2 separate regions of the Rattus norvegicus genome follow, and region 2 is linked to region 1. The links are chromatin contacts, called in public Hi-C maps. All regions are on one chromosome and are shown on one strand. Each heading gives the region's core, a stretch centred on a gene start, on an enhancer-like site or on the middle of the called end of the contact. The rest is flanking DNA. Distances are from core to core; before and after follow the strand shown.

The links. A called contact is a pair of places that touch in the nucleus more often than the background predicts.
Region 2: a contact with region 1 is called in a Hi-C map of Schwann cells, with 5 times the contacts expected there. The contact joins the promoter of Sema4b here to the promoter of Zfp710 in region 1. A contact is called at or near these places in 2 of 12 Hi-C or Micro-C datasets (Schwann cells and liver) and 1 of 1 datasets of contacts at active chromatin or transcription factors (oligodendrocytes).

The regions. Positions count from the first base shown.
Region 1 is chr1:143,375,404-143,378,185 of GRCr8, forward strand. It overlaps Zfp710 (zinc finger protein 710), which reads left to right and starts at 1,291. Exons shown (of 5, transcript NM_001398728.1): 1 at 1,291-1,772. LOC134483743 (a long non-coding RNA gene) reads right to left here and starts at 323. Exons shown (of 2, transcript XR_010060626.1): 1 at 1-323.
Region 2 is chr1:143,557,477-143,560,176 of GRCr8, forward strand. It overlaps Sema4b (semaphorin 4B), which reads left to right and starts at 1,321. Exons shown (of 14, transcript NM_001170462.2): 1 at 1,321-1,498. The coding sequence starts at 1,387.

The DNA of each region.
Region 1 (2,782 bases), core at 41-2,540:
TCCTCGCTGGGAGAAGGGACCCTCCAGTGAAAAGCCAGGGAGAGCAGGGAAGTGTGGGAGGAATTGATGAGAAGGGGTGGAGCCAAGGAGATGCAGCCCGGAGGAAGGAGGGAAGGGGAAGGAAGAGCGCAGGGAGGGGAGAGGATCCAGGCTTCCCTTCTGCTCGGTGACCTGGTCCGGAGCCGCAGCTTCCCTCGCTTTGTCTGGGCCTGCCGAGACCTCACGTTTCTCGCCCAGCTGCAGCCCCAGTCCAAGGGCCAGGCATCCAGCAGGTGCTCAATACTTACTTGGGAAAATAAGAAATGTGGCCAACTTTGCTCTGGGAACTTTTCCCCCGTGTTGTCTCCACTCCTCCGGAGAAGCCGAAGACAGAGCTGGTCTTGGGAGCACGCCCAGGCGCCCCATGAATAATTGACCCTTGGTGGCGACACTGCCCGGCTCTGTCCGCGGGCTCCGTACCCGCCCATGCGTCGGAGTAGAGCGGCGCAGCTCTGAGTGGCGGGTGTCCGGGAGGTTGGAGGCGGGGTGTCCGGCCTGTCCCAGAGTTGGGAGGAGGCCAGGCTACGCCGAACCCCGGGCACCGCGGGGCGCCACAAGGGCCCAGACCTTAGCGAACGACCACGCCTCGGCGCCCCCCAGCAGTGCACCCCGGGGTCAAGCTTAGGCCCTGGGCTTGGGGAGGACGCGAGGGGCCCCGAACTCCTCTGAACCCCATTCGCACCCGGGGCCCGACGATAGCAGCCGGAGCCGTTCCCTCGAGTCTGACCGTCCAGGGCTCAGCGAACAGCTGTTTAAAGGCTCTTTACTGTTCAGGGCTCTGCGGCGACGTTGGCTCTAAGTCCCATCTGCCCACTTAAAAAATATATTAAGTGAACAGCACCCCCAGCTTCCACCCGACTGGGGAGGGGGCAGGCTCAGCCCCTGCCCGTATTTCGGAAGGACTGGGCACTCAGGGGCTCCCCTGGACCCCCACCCCATTGGCTCTTCTTTGGGATAGGACACCCCAGACTTCCTGGGGGGGCTGTTCTCTCGAGCCCCCTTTGTGCCTGGCAGGGACAGCCCCCCCCCATTTCCATGCGAGGTTCTGACGCTCCCTTCTCCCCCGCTTGTTAATCTTTGTTCCCCTTTTCTGCTGAGAGGAGGGGAAAAAAAAAGAGGGAGAGAAAGAAAAGAAGGAAAAAGGCGTGACTCGATTTTCAAACGAAACTCCCACAGCAAACAAAACCCTTTTAGAGAAATAAGAAAGGAGGAAGGAGGAAGAAAAGAGGGAAGGGGAAGAAAAAAAAAAAAAGAGAAGCCTCCAGGCTTGCAATTCGAGTAGGAGAGTTGCAGCGAGAGAAAGAGAAAGAAAAGAAGAAAAATCCTCTCTGCGGTAGAAAGAGAAAAAGAAAACTTGGGCCGACGAGAGGGGGGTGCTGGGGGGGTGGAAGGAAGTGAGAAAACAAAAGAGAGATAAAAGGGCTGCTTTTCAGTCTCTCTTCCTCTGCGAGCTGGCTTAGGAGGAGCTGTTTAGCATCCCTTCACGTCAGCCCTGCCTCATTCCCTTCTTCCAGGGAGGGAGAGAGCGCGAGCGAGCGAGCGCGAGAGAGAGCAGGAGGGAGAGAGAGAGAGGGGGAGAAAGAGAGGAGCCGGAGGGAGGGTGGCAGAGCAGGGCGGGCGCGCGTGGAGGCGGCGCGCAGCAGCAACCCGGGCGGTGGGCAGCAGGAGCCCCCGGCCCGCCCGGCCCGGCCAGCCGAGGGCCCCCAGCGCGAGGAGCCGCGCCCGGACCCAGGGTGAGTGTCCCGTGCGGCCCGCGGCCCCGCCAGCCCCCCGGCGGCCCGCGGCGGGGTGGCTGGGGGCGCGGGGGTGGGTCGCTGCGGCCGCGGTCGACCCGCCCCCCGCCTCTCCCCGGGGACGGCGGCGCGCAGGCCCGCAGCCGCGCTGCAAACATGTCGTCTTTTCCTTTCACTTCCACATTCCCTCATGCCGGAGAGCTGGAGCGAGAGAGGGGGAAAGAGGGAGAGATGGCGTCTGGAGGGGGGGAGGAGGGAGAGGGGGAAGGGAAGGAGAGAGAGGGAGAGGGGGGAGAGAGAGAGAGAGAGAGAGAGAGAGAGAGAGAGAGAGAGAGAGAGGAAGGAGAGAGAGAGGGAGAGAGGGGCAGAGAGGCAGAGGCACAGGCAGAGAAGCAAAATGAAAGGAAAGCGCGGCGGCGGCGCGGGAGGCCGGGGAGGCGGCGGCGGCGGTCTCCGACCCGCACGTGGGTGTCGCGGCGCTCCGGGACGTTCCCCCCGCACCCGGCCCGGGACTCAAAGTTTCACCCCTCGCCGCCCCGCCCCTGCGGCTGCCCACAAACTTTTTACTCCGGGAGCGGGTGGGGTGGCCGCGCGGCCGGGCCGGCAGGGTGGTGAGGGCGCAGCGCGCAGCTGGCGTGCCGGGCGCCCCTCGAGGGCAGCGGGCGTCCCCAGGCCGGTATGGTGGGACCCGGGCCCCCCTCGGTGGCCTCGGCTCCGACCTGTTGAAGGCGCTCGCCCAGTGCCGGGAACGGGTGGGTAGATCCCCACGGCTGATCTCGAGCCTCCCGTGGCTCGGCCTCCCTTCCTCGCCGCCCCCTCTCCCTCTCCTCGCGGTCATTTTCCTAATTGGACGGAGCTGTGGGGCGTGATCGTCGGCGTCAGACGGAGGAGCCCCCCGAATCGGGTGGTCTTCCTTCCAGGACTCTCAGACCCCATCGAGCCGGCCTCGGTGCCAGCCCCCCCTACCCCCCAGCTGCGGACTTGCTAACTCGTGCGTAGCGGGTTGTTGG
Region 2 (2,700 bases), core at 71-2,570, 180 kb after region 1:
TTAATGTGCATTTGTGTTTTGCATATATATTTATTTTGTGTCACACACACAGATCAGAGGACACAACTTGTGGAGTGGACTCTGTCTACTGTGTTTGAGATTATAGAAAAAAAGGAAGAAGCAATTAGAGGGGCCTCATAGCCAGGAGAGCAAGGGTGGGTCTGAGAAAGCAATAAACTTCAGATGATGGAGTAACTAGCTCATTTGGACATGAGGAGTAAGAGAAATGACACGAGAGTGTAGAAGGATGTCAGGGTGGTCACAGGAATTGTGGGACATGGGGAAGTCTGGGACCAACCAAGAGCTTGTCTGCTCTGACTGCCACCTACCTGTGGGGGTGGAGATGAGGGGAGAAAGATGTGGCTCTGAAACTGCCTACTTTGGCAGCGGGTGCAGTGTAGCTTCGAAATTTAAGAAAATTCTGGGCAAAGTGGTTTCATTGCCACAAGAACAATGGACACATATTTTCAGGTTTTTAATTTTATCAGTGCACCTAGGAAAAGCTGAAACGGGTCTCCAAAACCTTGATGTCTTTCTTTGTTGATCTCCCCATCTCACCCTCCTTATTTCCCTCCATCTCTTTGCTGGGGCTCCACCACATTAACTTCAGATTGGGGTACTTGCGGGTGGATACCTCTCATTCCAGCCTTAGGGAATCCTTTCCTATGCTCAGCCACGTGCTGGTTGTGGGGGAAGATCTAGCCTCCTTGGCAGTGAAGTCCATGAAATCCTATTATCCCACTTGAACTAATTCTGCGCCGTCCCCCGGGCTTCGCGTGGACAGAATTCTAAGCATGGACAACCCAGCAGTGTATCTAGATTCTAGACCATGCAGACCTCTCACGGAAGTAAGACTGGAAAGCTACCAGTCTCAGTGTCTGCACAGCTCCCAGAGCCGGGGGTGGGGGTGGGTAGGGGGCAAGTAGGGCAGGGTTCCCGGGAGCCGGAAGGAGGGCGGGTCCGAGCGGTCTAGCGTGCTCTTCGGTCTCCAGGCTTCGGATCCCCAGGCTCTGTTCCACCCCGAGTGCCCCAAGTCGGGTGTCCCGATCTAGCGCCCCTCGTACTCTAGCGCCCAGGAAGGAGGAAGGGAAAAGAGCTGGGCGAGGACTAGCTAGGAGGCCGGCCTACCCGCCGACTTCCTGCTCCGCGCCCTCCTCCCTGCGGCGGGAGCGCGGGGCTTCCACCCCGCAGGACTGGGTAGAGGGATCCTACTCTGTGGCGACCCACGTGACCATCTTCCCTGCCGCCCACCCCAGGTCCGGAGGCGGAGGCCAGGGGAAGGACTCCGGGCCGAACCGCGGGGCGGGGCTCCAGCCTGAGACTCCACTTGAGCAACCTGAGCCGGAGGACGCCGCTCCTGCCGCGGTCCGAGCTCCACGCGCCGCGATGGGCCGGGCGAGCCGCTCCGCCGACCTGCTGAGCGCGCTGCAGCTGCTGTTGCTACTGCTGCGGACGACGACGGCGCGGGCGCTCGGCCCACGGATCAGTGTGCCGCTGGGTAAGTGCTGTGGGGCGCGGCAGAGGGACGGGAGTGCAGCCGGCAAGATGCTTGGTAGGATGGCCACGACAAAGGAGGGTTGAGACCCACTAGGACCAGGAAAGCATTTCCCTTTCCCAAGTGCTGTGGTCAAAGCGAAAGGAGAGGGAAGCTAGGGAGCTGAGAGCCCTTTTCTTCCATTTTCTATCTGGACTCGGTGAGGGCCGCTCTCCTGCTCGGTCACACTTGGCACTGTTTGGGGGCCTCAGGTGCTAGCCATCCTGCCGACTCATCTACTTGTCTTTGATGCTGACCAGGGTCAACCGTGGAGCCACCAACGGCATGGGGCTGAAGGCACTGCTGCTGGCTTTGCTATAAACTCTGGACTTTTGATATTCTCAGGCAGCCACAGCAGAGCCTGGAGCTCGGCGGGTGGTTGCCAGGTCTTTCCATCCAGCCAGCCGGTCTCTGACTGATCGACCTGGAGAATTCACTCCTCCCACCCCCAAACACCGGGACTTGGAAACTGACATTATGAAGACCCATCTATACCCTGCCTAGAGGGACCTGAGGGTACCACTCTGGTGGGACAGGTTCCTTTCTTAGCGCTTCCCATCTGCCCCTGGCTGCCAGTGTTTCCAATCCTTCTGTCTTTCTTTATTTCCCTTAGTCTGATCGCCCAGGAACCTTCTGGGAACCTCAACTTTTGGAATTCTAGGGACTTGGGTCTTAAGCCCAGCAAGTACTTCCTACTACCTGTACTCCAGCTTCCTCACCTGCAAAGTCACCTCAGGCTTAGCCACCTTGCAAAGCCATCTCGGGAAATTTATGAAACTTGGTGCATTGGGTGGGCATCAGGCACATAGGTGCCAACAGACAATGCTTGGCCAAACCCCACTAAATTGCAAACTGTCACGTGTGAGGCACTGCATAAATTAGAGGTTATAGACTAAAACTCTAGCAGACTTCCTTCTTATAGCATCCCCACCCCTAAAAGCATCCCATTTGCAAAAGGATGGAATCAGCTCTTCAATTAAGGCCCGCAACTGGATCTCCGTCTCTTATCAGAAACATTACTGGTAGCTCAAGTTCAAATCTTGCCTCCGCTGCTTAGTTCACCTGTGACCTTAAGTAACAACTTAAGTTCTCTCTGCCTTGATTTCTTCATCTGCAAAATAGGGATATTAGCACCTTGCTCAAGGCTCAACTCATTACCAGTTGCA